2 separate regions of the Mus musculus genome follow, and region 2 is linked to region 1. The links are chromatin contacts, called in public promoter capture Hi-C maps. All regions are on one chromosome and are shown on one strand. Each heading gives the region's core, a stretch centred on a gene start, on an enhancer-like site or on the middle of the called end of the contact. The rest is flanking DNA. Distances are from core to core; before and after follow the strand shown.

Evidence for each region. Promoter capture Hi-C pulls out the DNA fragments that hold promoters and counts their contacts.
Region 2: a contact with region 1 is called in a promoter capture Hi-C map of pre-B cells, with 2.7 times the contacts expected there. The contact joins the promoter of Cnksr3 here to the promoter of Zbtb2 in region 1. A contact is called at or near these places in 3 of 39 promoter capture datasets (cranial neural crest, liver and pre-B cells) and 1 of 115 datasets of contacts at active chromatin or transcription factors (astrocytes).

Annotation. Positions count from the first base shown.
Region 1 is chr10:4,382,635-4,389,418 of GRCm38.p6, forward strand. Zbtb2 (zinc finger and BTB domain containing 2) reads right to left here and starts at 5,474. Exons shown (of 3, transcript NM_001033466.3): 1 at 5,211-5,474.
Region 2 is chr10:7,209,059-7,215,476 of GRCm38.p6, forward strand. Cnksr3 (Cnksr family member 3) reads right to left here and starts at 3,179. Exons shown (of 13, transcript NM_172546.2): 1 at 2,574-3,179. The coding sequence starts at 2,625.

The DNA of each region.
Region 1 (6,784 bases), core at 4,224-6,723:
TCCCCCGAAACACTTGATTTTATTTACACCAAGAATAACGAATCCTGTAATGCATGGGGTACGTCAGGAGCTGAAGAAGCACCATTCCAAATAAGATGGGTTCGGTCACATAGTTTAGCCCATTTACCAAGAAAAACTGTCTTTTCAGTTAATACTCATAAAAGTTAACGTGTTAATGAGTGGGGCATTAACTAAACCCAAGCGATGCTGGTCATCTGGATTTCAATGTATTTTAGAAATTGAGGTCAGAGGTAGGAAATACATCTTTTTTCCTTTCCCAACTCCTCTTCCGTAGTAATTACAGAAGGAGAGGCGAGAACAATGCAGCAGCACTTACTGGACTACTGGGACATGCTGCATTTCAGAGAAGTCAAGCTTGAGACACTAGTGACAATTCTAAAAGCTATGCAGCGGTCAACTGAAACAAAACCAACAAAGGATTACACCAGCAGAAGTGACAACACAACCTCCCCTTTTACACCACCTCCAGGTCTCAACTCAGACTCCTGTACTTTAACTGGAATGAGTTTCTAAAGACTAACGGGTTCCATGGCATTTTCACAGCTATGTCACCGACCACCTTGTGCTAATAATGTTTGCTCCCTTACCACCTTCACCTGCCTCCCTCCGCCCTCTTTGATGGCTCTTTATCACCTTAAATAGCTCGCCTCTTGCTTTAAAATCACATGCCCTGTGTGTGTGCAAAAGCATGCCTGCCTGCCTGTGCCTCTTTGTGAGTATTTGGAGGTTAGATGACAGTGCAGGCTTCCCCCTCCCCCATACGTGAGTTCTAGGGTGGGACTCAGGTTATCAGACATGGCCGAATGTGGAATGTGCCCTCTACCTGCTAAGCCATGCACTCATATGCCTTTTTTTTTTTAATCATTATCTAGTGGTCATTTGGAAAATATCAGCTCAATGAATTATGAAAGTTTCCCAATGCTAACACACTGGAAAAATAAGATCAGCATCATTAGTGAAAATTGTTTCAGCCATATGGAATTCAACCATGGGATTCACAAGGACTGGAGATACTTATATACACATTTTGGGGACTGAGAAATCAAAATAATCAGCTAGTCTGGCTCAGCATACTCACACATTTTAAAATCATTTTGAAATTATTCTACACTTTCCCTGGTGCAGGACCTATAATGTACACAGAATTTTAAAGGAACAGGACATAAAAATTTTGATTTTGGTTTTTTTTTTTTGAGTTTTCTTGAAGAGTCACAAGTACATGCCTCGTGCACTGGTCTAGGGCTTGTGTTTGAATGTAACACCAGCATCTAACTGGGCCTCTGAACCAGGAAAAAATAATTTTGCCTGTCAACCTGGGCTGCTGTTCCTTAGTGAGGGTCCTGTGGCTGATATTTGTTCTTCTGTTCTGTACCCCATAACCCTTGTCTCTCTCCCTCTCCTTCCTCCCCCATTTCTGTCTCTCTCCTCCCCTCTTTTTCTGGGGTCTCATGTAGACCTCATATTCTCTGTGTTCATGATGGCAGACTTGAAATCTTGACTCTCAAACCTCCAATTTGGGAGTGCTGGGATTTCAGGCATGTGCCTGGCTAGATCCCACATCTTTATGACCATCTTACCACTGAGACACATGGAGTCTCATTTAGTATCACTCCAAAATCCCCTGATAGCGTCTTAGTGTCCTGTTAGGAGACCCAAGGAGTGCCATTGGCCACAGGCCAGCGAATCCTCAGTTTCTCTCTCCTACCTCATCCTGAACCATCTACAGGGAAGGGCACTGGGGGTAGGGATGGAAGACCCAGGGACACTTCAATTGAAGTCCCCACTCTAAAGCTGATGCCAAGCTGTTTTCTTCACTGTCTACCTGTTCTAGGAATTCTCAGGCAGGAAAGCACCCCCACCTCCACAGGTGGGGGCAAGCCAGTAGGTACTTCAAATCATGGGTTGAAGGTGCCAGGCGTGGTGTCACACGCCTTTAATCCCAGCACTCGGGAGACAGAGGCAGGCGGATTTCTGAGTTCGAAGCCAGCCTGGTCTACAAAGTGAGTTCCAGGACAGCCAGGGCTATATAGAGAAACCCTGTCTCAAAAACAAACAAACAAAACCAAAACAAAAATCATGGGTTGAAAAGGCTCAGCTCCTGAGGGTGTGTTGCAATAAAGAGTTTTGTAGGGTTTTCTTGGTCCCTGTTCAGTTATTGTGAAGAGACACCATGACCAAGGCAGGCAACTCTCACAAGGGAAAGCATTTCATTGTGGGCTTGCTTACAGCTTCAGGTCTAGTCCATTATCATTAAGGCAGGCAGCTGTGGTACTAGAGGAGCAGAGAGCTACATCCTGATCTGCAGGCAGAGAGAGCCTGAGCCTGGCATGAACTTTTGAAACCTCAAAGCCCATCTCTGGTGACAGATTTACTCCAGCAAGGTCACACCTCTCAGTCCTAATTCTCACAGATAGTGTCACTCCCTGGTGACTAAGCATTCAAATAGATGAGTCTATCAAGACCATTCTACTCAAGCCGCCACAAAGGACTTGGGAAATGAAAAATCTGGAAGTCACTGTACAGTTATATAATTTTACATAAAAAACCTCTACCAGCCGTTGTTCTATGATTAAGACATGTTGGAGTACTTCGGTGGGAGTTTTGCCCCCATTTATAGACACATTCTTACAAGTGAGCAAGGAGGCAGGAACCAGGGGACAAAGGTCTCTAATGCCTACTAGTGCGTCTTTCTGTCACACTTTCCACCTGTTTTTTTAAAAAAAATACGATGTTTTCAACAATTGGCCAGTTCCTTAGCTAGGAAAAAACAAAAAACATGGAATCCCAAGTTTACTAAATGAGAAACAATGTCATGCTTAAAAGAATTTACAGGCTGGAGAGATGGCTCAGTGGTTAAGAACACTGAATGGTCTTCTGAAGGTCCTGAGTTCAAATCCCACAACCACATGGTGGCTCACAACTACCCGTAATGAGATCTGGTGCCCTCTTCTGGTGTGTTCGAAGACAGCTACAGTGTACTTATGTGTGATATTAAATAAATCTTTAAAAAATTTACATTCTTAAAAATTATCAAGGTCTCAAATATCCTGACCAAACTAAAGCTGTTACTATGAATGTCCCCACCCCCAAATTTGATTTTTTTTTCTGTTTGTAAGAAACCATAATAATGAGAATTAAAATGTCCTAGGGTTTTTTTCTTCTTTGAACAGGGTTTGTAGTCCTGAAACTCATTCTGTAGACAAAGCTGGCTTCGAACTCAGAGATCTGCCTGCCTCTAAGACTAACACACTTGCAAAATGTATTCTAATTTCATGACTCTCAGAATAAAATGTTAGTTGTACAAATGCCTTGGTCTGGTGGTCAGGGTCTATACCGACAGTGTCAACCACGAAGGACACACAGACCATTTAGACACATTGAGTTCATCCCTTCCGATAGCCTCAAATCCATTCTCTCTCTCTCTCTCTCTCTCTCTCTCTCTCTCTCTCTCTCTCTCTCTCTCTCTCTCTCTCTCTCTCTCTTTTTGAGACAGGGTTTCTCTGTGTAGCCCTGGCTGTCCTGGAACTCACTTTGTAGACCAGGCTGGCTTCGAACTCAGAAATACGCCTGCCCCTGCCTCCCAAGTGCTGGAATCAAAGGCGTGCGCCATCACGCCCGGCAAATCAATTCTCTTTATGCCATATTTTATTAAAACAATACACCCTGAAGATGAATAAAATCTAGGCGCTCGCGCTAAGTGGGCCAAAGGTATTGTATGATGATGGTGGGAAAGAACAATACTGACTGGGAGAGAGACTCCCCGAGGTGTGATTAAGTTGTTCGAGAAGTTGGGTGGGAAGTTCTCGCAGCAAATAGCCTGTCAGGCACAAGATTTTTTCCTCTTACTGCTCGGCTGCGGGATCTAATTTGCAGGAGTCTTTATAACCCACTACCAGCTAAAAGCAACAGAAAGCTTGCACCCTACACAGCTTTCAATTGTGCATGCACTCTGATCTGTGAACGAACGGTCTGGGAGCTTGTGCTTAACGCCTGCAGCAACCCAAACCCCTAACTCCCCGGCACAGACTCTCCCAGCCTGGCCCAACAGGCAGAGGAGGGCGCGACCGCTCCGGCTGCAGCCCTAGGCAGCGAAGACCCGCCCAGGAGGCCTTGGCCCCGCCCCGCAAGGGAGGGGGCGGAGCGGGCGGAGCGGCGTCCGGGTCCGCCCCAGGGGCCCAGGGGAGGGGGAGCAACGCACTCTGGTCGCGCCGCTCGCTCGCTCGCTCGCCCCTCCCTTAGGCCCCGCACGCTCGCGCCCGCGCCCGCGCCCGCGCGCCCGCGCCCCGAGTCCCGCGGCGCCCAACACAATGCCGACGCCTACGCCTCGCGCGCGCACCGCCCCGGCCGGCGCCACGGCCCCGGCGCCAGGGGCGTGGTGGAGGGGCGGGAGGGGGGAGGGGAGGGGAGCAGCGCGCGCGAGAGCCTCAGACAGCGCGAGACCCGAGGCCGGAAGCGCGCGTGCGCGCCCCCGCCCGCGAGCGGGAGGCGGAGCCGTAGCAGTAGCGACAGCAGCTGTAGGAGCCGCTGCAGCTGGGAGACGCGCCAGAGAGGCCGGGCCTGCTCCGGTCCGACCGGATCCCTCCCCTCCCCCTCCCTGCTGCCTCCCCTCCCCCAAACCCACTTCCGCAGCTCGCGGCCTGGCCGCCGAGGCGGCGAAGACAACAACCCCGGCGGGAGGCGACGGCCGAGTACGCACCTGATGGGCCCACCTGGCGGGGCTCCGGCGCGGGACCGCTCACCGGCAGCCGCCCGCTCCGGACGCCCTTGGCCGCGGCGGGCAGCAGACACCGGCGACTAGGACCGGAACGCGGAGCGCCCCCTCCCCTTGCGCCCGCCCTCTCGGCTTCCGTCCCCTCCCCCTCCTGCGAAGCCCCGGATGGAGCGGCCGCGACTCGCCGCCGCCCGGCTGCCTGGATGGTTTTGTCAGGCGGCTAGGGCCCCGGCGCCTGGCGCCGTCGCCGCCCCCGCCCCGCCGGGGCCGCCCCCGCCCCGGCGCCCCGCGCGCTAGGGCCCGCCGCCTGCCTTCGCCGGGAGCCCCGGGACCGGGAGTCATTCGTCGCCTTTGTTGCCACGGCCGCTGCCGGAACCGTTTGCGAGCTCCGGCGGCTCCCGCCCCTCCCTGCTGCTTCCCGGAGCCCGGGCCGGGGGCGGCACGTGGGCCCCGGGACGCGGTGGCGGTGCGCGCTTACCTGTCGCCGGTGCGGGCGGCCGCGGCGGGGCGTGAGAGGGGAGGCAGAGCCGGGCGGCCTGGCCTAACTGTCCCCGCCGCCGCCTCTGCCCCGCGTTGCTGCTGCTGCTGCTGCTTGCTGCTGCCGCCGCGGTCGGTGTCTCCGGCGCGGCGGCGGGCGGCGGCGGCGGGGCTTTTCCTGTCCGGTTACGTTAAGGTCACATGACCGAGAGAGCGGAGCGACTAGTGCAAAGCGGCTGAGAGCGGCTCCCGCCGGGGGGGAGAGGCGGCGAGAGAGCAGTGGCGGCAAGAGCCCCTCCGCCCCCCCAGCCGCTCCCCTCCCCCCTGCCCGCCCGCCTCCGCCTCCTGCTGCTCTGCCGCCGTCGCCGCCGCCGCCGCCGCTGCTGCCGCCGCCTGCAGCTCGGCGCTGCGGCTTCCACCCAGCCTGGGCTCGCGGCCCCAGCCAAAGTTCTGCAAGCCATGTGCAGCTGAGGCGAGGAAACTTCTCAGCGGCCGGGCCCGGAGGCTGGCGGCCCGGCCCCCTTGTTTACAGAGTGTTTAGGTAGGACCAGTCCTGCCGCTGCAGACGGTCTTTTCAGGGGTGCAGAGGGAGACGCATGCCCGTTCTCCTGTCAAGAGATGCTTGACATCTCTTGGCTCTCTCTGCCTTTGTCCTTGGACTGCTCCGGGTTAGCTATTCGTCCGAAGATACGGAGTTGGGCTGTTGTTGATCGGTGCTGGCTGAAAGTCATACAGAAGTAGCTATCGTTGCATGTCCTGTGTTGCGAGGTCGAGGTGCTTGCTGCGTTGCATAGGCGACTTGTAGGCTAAGCTGTTTCCGTTAGGATTGAGTGGGATACTTCCCTGCGCGTTAAGCTTTGTGGTGCTTTGCGCTGTGTGCATTTGGACAGGACGATACTCTGGTTGACTTTTGGTCTCTTGAGGATCTAGTGGAGTAGAGTCAAGAGTTGCCATCCTGTGGGGTGTGTTAAAGGGAGATTCTGAAACAGGTAACATGGCGGGGGAATTGGAATGCCCTGATTGAACCTTCTTAAGGGTTTAAAGTTGACCTTTTATGTTTCCCTTTTGCTAGAAGTTGTGCTTCAGGTAGTACAGTTTTATCCCTTTTGCGTGCTTGAGTTAGTGGTTTACTTTACATAGCTTAGATTTTACGCTTGTTTGTAAATAAGTGCTGGCAGCTAACACTTGGCTTGCCAGCACAGAAGTCTGTAAGGACCTTGATGCCAAACCCGTTTGGTTTTGAAAGTCAGACTCCTAGCACAATGCTGTACACTGACTGTGCGTCCTAGAAACCTCGAGTGAGTGTGCTTAGCAATCCAGTTGTATGTACACCTACTGATGACTAATTTCTTCGAGGATGTAAACATCTGTGTAGCTGTAGTGTTGCCCAGTGTGAGTAACAGATCCCGTGGATACCTGCCTTGAACTTTCCTAGCCTTTGATCAGCTAGATGAATGGCTTGTAGAGTGCTTAAACGTCTGCGTCCACAAACGAGTCCTGACCGTGACCTGCGAGTTCTAGGGCATTATCAGTAAAACAGCAGTGCTGTCCTTCACACTGGAATGCTCTATTTCC
Region 2 (6,418 bases), core at 1,929-4,428, 2.8 Mb after region 1:
CCAGATGGGTTGTGTTTACCCAGCACCGTGCATGCATTCTGGACATGGCTCTGTAATATTGACATAAGCACGGTCTATAGATGTGGCTGATTATAGCTGGTGCTTTTGACAGTGCTCCTCACTGCCACACTGACAGTCACAGAACGGCAAGGGTGACATGTGTAGGACAAGCTGCTTTTCCTGGGGATGTAGTTTACAAAGTGGGAGCCATGCTGAGAGACTAGCAGAGACAGCTAAAAACAACCCGCGAAGCAGACAACTGTCAACCACTTATTACAAGGTCAGTACCCATGCAGCATGATAGCAAGAAACCTTCACGTAATAAGTCATGAAAGCTGGAAGAACATGGCCTCTTCCATTCAAGAGTTCAGCAAGTACACTTATTTATTTATTTGGAGATCGAAACACAAATAATTTCCACCTTTTAACTTACCTACTTCTTGTATGTATGTATGTATTTAAAGATTCTAATGCAAAGCATCCAGGCCAATCTTGGATGTTGCCATCACAGTATGTAACCTAAAATGAGTGAACATCCGGGGTCCTGAGCTCGACCACCACGACTGCTCGTTCAGGGCAGCACAAGAGTTTTCCTAGATGAAAGTATCCTCAACCAAGCCTTAAAGCCAAAGGTACCCCAAAATGTGTTTTAACATTTCTTCCTTTTAAATCAATGACAATAATAGGATGAGAATTAACATTTTTCTCCCTTCTAAGAGAAATGAAGGAAAAAACAAAGGGGAGAGAGGGCCTCTCTCTCTCTCCTGTGTGCCTGTTAACCATTTTTCTGTTACCTTATCAAGTCTGGCAGAGCCACAGGAAAGCCAGCGTGATCCTCTGACACCTCTTCATGAGACTAGAACAGTACCATAAACAAAGATAGAATATGAGCCATAAGCCTGAGCCATGTTACCACTAAACGTAGAAGCCCTAATTCAGAAAATAAAAAGTAAACAGTTGGAGTTAATTTTAGTAGTATATTTTATTCAAAATACCATCTCATCGATATGTAATAAGTAGGAAAATCGTTAATATTTTCTACTCCTTCTTCACACTGAGTCTCCAGACACCCTGTGCATTGCATACCTAGTACCTGGCAATAACAATCAGCCACATGTCAAGGACTTGAGAGTAAATGTAGCTACTGGCTCAGCAGGCTCTGAGGACCCCTCCATGGTAGTCAAGCAAGCCATCTGCTTCCTCTCAGCAAGCTAGCTGGAGCACCTGGTACCGTCTTCAGTACAAGTTACACTTCAAGTTAAGGGAAGGGGCTTAAAATAACTTAAGTCTACTGCTGCTAACCATGTTTTACTGCTCACTCAGCCAGAGTCACTCAGGCCTATGTAGTCATCCTTTTTCCCATGGCTTTACTTTGAGAGTCCTGGAAAAGTCTGGCCGATAGAAAAAACCTACTTCCTAAGACAGTATTCTGTGTTTTCCTCCAGAAGCCAGGGATAATCAGACATACACCAGACTCTTCACTACCTGGACAGCCCCTTTCCAGTGACCTATATAAGACACTGGCTTGAGAAATGACAGGATGGGGTTTCCATTGTCACAGACGGGTAGGGCAGCTTGAAAGATAATCTGAACACACCAGCATCACTGACTACTCACGTCTACTGAGACGAACAAAAACAAAGGGAGAGAGAGTGCTTAGCCAAGTCTTCACCTGGAAGACCAATGGGGGTTTGGGAGCAGGGGTGGATAACTTGAAACAGATGTTGAAGTGAGGAGGTGGGACCCCTGAGATTCCACTGGTTGATTTCGGTAAACTTTGTACTATTGAAAGAGGTCAAAGAGAGCTGAGTAACTCTAGCAACTATCCCTAGCAATCACGGGAGAGACAAGATAAAGTAACAGGGACCCTTCCACTCCTGCTACACCGTCCAGCACCCACTGAGTTTCCTCTTCCCGAGTACTGTACAGAACCAGACTGTAGTCCAGACACTCGGCTCCCTCTCAGTGCTTAACTGGCCTCAAAACGCTGCGCCCTTGGGGGTCCTGGCGCCTCCAGAGCTGAGTCCCTGCCTCTGCGGGAGTCCTGGCGCTAGGGTCCTCGCAGGCGCGAAAGCCCGTTCGCCCTCTCCAACCCAAACAAACAGGCTGGGCTGGCCGCAGGAGCCTTCGTCTACCTGCCCAACTGCCAGGTCACGCCCGCGAACTGCTCTGGGCCCGCAGCCTTTACTAGATCCAGGGCCAGGGGCAGTCACCCACACAAAGACGCCTTGTGCCTCTGCGCTTGGCTACAGGCAGCAAGTCCACCGTACCCGAACTGGCAGAGAGAGTGCCCTGGCGCCAAATCCCAAGCCCCACATTCCCAGCCAATCTTCCACGGAAAGGCCATCCCATAGCTCCCTGACTTAAATATAGGTGTCCAGTCGGCTGCAGTCAACGCGCACCCCCACCGAAAGAAACCGATCGGAGCAGGCGCACCAGAAAGAGACGCACAAGCCGCTCAGTAGAAGTTTGCTTTGTCGCCGGCAGGAGGGGCAGAGCACTCCAGTGCCCAACTCTTGGCCCGCCCCATCTCCCCGGCTGTAGGGCGCGGGGGTCCTCCACGGCTCGCTCACCTCTAGTCCAGTCCACCACTTGTTTGGGGCTCCACTTGGTCACGGGCTCCATGGTAAGCAGCTTCGCTGTCCGCTGGGCTAGGCAATCGACAGGAGTCCTGCAGCCTGCGCCCGTGGTTGTCCCCTGCGTGTGCCGGGAGTCCGCTCAAGCCTGCATGGCCGCAGTCAGCGGGCCATCGCGCTGCGGTTTCTGCGAGGGAAGCGCGGCCCTGGGTCTCTGCGCACGGGACAGCTATGTCCCGTACGGCTGCTCCCCGCAGCTACCGCTGTCCAGATGCAGTTCCCCCGACGCCGCTCTCTGCTACAGCTGCTTCTCCGCAACCACCGCAGCAGCGGGAGCAGGTTGCAACCTCAAACCCCAGGCCGGGGCTGCCCTGGCGTGGGACTCTTCTGGCCGGGAACTTCTAGGTCGGCTGGCCCTCCGCGGCTCCTGCGAGCGGTGTCCGTCCCCGAGGTCCCCACTCCGCGTGCGCCCCCGCCTCGAGCCTTCCCGCCAGTGGGTCCCACCTCCTGCGCCACCGTCGCGGGCCGCCCGGGCGGAGGAAAAAAGCGGAGCGTGCGCGCTCGGGTTGCAAAGTTTCTGCTCCGCTCGGCGCTGCCGGAATAAGAGAGGGGGCGGGGCGGAGCGGGAGCAACACGTGAGAGGGGCGGGGCCGCGATGACGTAGACTCCGGTTTCTTTCCCTCCTACGTCCCAGCTCCGGACGCCAGGGATCTACTTTTCCTCTTCAAGGGGTGGGCTGGAGCTGCAGCCTGAGTCCTGGAGAGCCGCTTGGCTCCGAAGAGGTCCCAGCTTAGTGGCAGCTGAATCCTGTAAACAGGTTTTTTTGTCTTTGTGTGTTGGTTTGAGATGTGTCTGTTCTCGTTTTTAAAAGCTTCGAGTCGCAATCTCGCCTTAGCTATTCAGCCTTTTAAGTTTCCTAAAGTAGGCCAGTTGTGTGTGTTTTGGACAAATGGATGGCGGTGTGCCACTGCTCCAAGGCCGCTACAGTGTATCAACTCTTCGGTTTAATAACACCAGAATGGCAGCTCTTTGAGTTGTGTTTTGACATAATGTAATAGTCATATTTTCAAAATGACCTAACGCTCGATTCAGATTAGTCATTAACCCTGAGGCGAAAGTTGTCAGCGAGCCAAAAAAGAAAAGAAAAAAAGAGAGAACCTTGCCTAGTTCAGCCTCTGACAGGGAGAGGAAAGCCCTTTCTGTACTACAAGCCTCAATTTGGAAGCAGAGCGCGGGTCTGGGGAAAACCCTATAACCGGTGTTTACCTCCCTCCCACACACATGCAGACACTCTTTTGGCCCTAGTGAAGTCTTCTTTCAATTATAGTTATTGATTTCCATCTTCCCCTGAGCAACTATTAACCCTATCCAAGGAGGAAGCTGCTTGTTATTGGGGTATATTGAGCTGGATCTGATCTTCCCCTTCCAACTACTTATCTTCTGAAGTAAGGGAGTGGCTAGTGTTTATTGATTCAGTAAATACCCGCAGTTGCTTTCCCTGCACCAACCACTGCGTTCATATTTCCTCTGTTAGGATAGCTGCTCTCTATTACACGTGAGAATCACTGCTAGCACCCAGCTATCTGTTGTATAGTGAGTGTTTTGGGTGTACAGCGTACACACTGTCTTAGCCTTCCTGAGCAATTCGTCTATGCAATGGAGAGGTACAACTATCAAAAATAGCGATTTTTTTTTTTTAACCAAGAGTAATTACCCAACCCAGAAACTTGACACCGGCCATGAGAAAATTCCTGGTAGAGTAGCTGCCCTCTTTTTAAGAAATGATCTTTGACATCTGTCTTTCCTTAACCATCTTGACCTCTGCACAGTGGGAACTGTGCCTACAGTTTCGAAAATAGCTATATGATTAGATGACCAAGCAAGTAATTCATCTATAAACAGTGCTGCCTTCCAAAGGGGACACAGTAGTAACGAAGTTGAAAGACGATGAATCTGGCTGCATAACCCCTGGAATCACAAAGAGGAGCAAATGCTATCAAATGCTTTCGCTGTAGAATTTTCCTTGATGTTTGACAATGTTCTCTTGTTCCTTTGCATCTGTTGCATTAAAAGCTGGAGTTCCAGAGTCCAGTTTGCTGAATTTCATCCCACAGATAACACAATCTATACTCGGCGCATAAGCAGAATATGCAAAGAAAGCCAAGTTAAAAATCTCTGACCAATTAACTATCTAAATGAATTAGCAACATGTTTACTCCTCCAGTCCTGCAGGCTAATTGCTATGTAAATAAGGCCTTCTACCTTAATTATAGCTGTTAGCCTGTGAAAGTTCTAGGGTGTGCTGACTGCCAGCCCAGATGTAAACTTTACATAGAAAGTTTGGCACATCAAAGAGGAGGGATTTTTAGATAAGCAGCTATGGAAATTGGTGTATATGCAAAAGCGATCAGTTATACACTTGCCAGTTTTCTTCCTGCTTGTCCCTGGTGGTGTGGTTCCTTGGTACCCACACTCTTCAGCAGGGGCACCCTTCCTCCTTTCTGCCTTGATGCTGCCAGGGCTCCTCCAACATTAGGAAATGGACAAAGCTTTTGACTGAATTTGATATGTTACAGTGTGGATACAAGAACCCAGTCTTCTGTGTTTCCTTGCATCTCCTTTTCTTGGCCAGCCGCCTTGCGTGTTTAGGTCATTTATTCAATCAACAAAATATGTTGTAAATGCTCCTGCCATACTGAATTGAGTATGAAGAAGATTAAAGATCTCACAGCTAGTGACTCTTGGATATCATGGGACTTTGCCAGGAAGGGTTTTCTTCTGTCACCTTTAGTCAGAAGACAAAGACCAAGGGGGTATAGAGGGGACATGGACCAGCGAGTTTGGGAATCAGTTTCACATTAATAATTTGAGTCTCTCAAAATTTATTGGTATTAGTTGAGAAGTAGGACCTAAGCACTTTAGAGACAAAGTTATTACTATAAATACTGAGTAAACACACGAGTAAAAAGACTCGAGCCCCTTCCCGGTTCAAAACTCTTCCCATAGTGAGAGAAATGTGGCAGCATTCAAAGGCCACTCCATTTAAAAGCTGCTTCAAATGCTTCTCCTCTCACCTAAGGCCCCTTCTCTTGATGGTTGTCTCTCTGTCACAGTGTTCCTTTTCCAAATCAGACTATTTAGAATCAGTTCATCTTTCCCAGGTATAAATTGACTCATGTTGTTTCTCTTTCAGCTTGCAAGACAGCAAGTAATCCTGCGAGTTCCACCAGACATATATCCCAGAGGGGGCAAGTGTTCTCTATGATGTCACCTGGCAGCAAAGTGATGAGTCAGGGAAATTACCCCGGCTGCTGACTAGCTTGTCTCTGCTCAGCTCCAATGGGCCTGGATGCTTCACACCACAGTAATGAAATTATCTCCCTAAACACACAAGCGTCCCATCAGATAATCCAGGCGGTAAAGCTCTCAAACATTTTTTTTTCATTGAAATAAATGCAGCCTTATTTATTTGAATTCTTTTGATCATTCAGAAATCTTGCTGGGCAGTGGTGGCACACGCCTTTAATCCTAGCACTTGGGAGGCAGAGGCAGGTGGATTTCTGGGTTTGAGGCCAGCCTGGTCTACAGAGAGAGTTCCAGGACAGCCAGGACTACACAGAGAAACCCTGTCTTGGAAAAAAAAAAAAACAAAAACAAAAACAAAAACAAAAACAAAAACAAAAACCTGGATGTCCAGTCTCCTTGGGACTATTTTCAGGCTGGGTCTAAGTCAATTGCCCAAGCTGACCTTGAACTTGGTGTGTGGCCCATGTAAACCATGAACTGATGATCCTTTGCCTCAGACTCCAAACTAGCAGCTTTTAGCAGCGTAGCCCACCAGG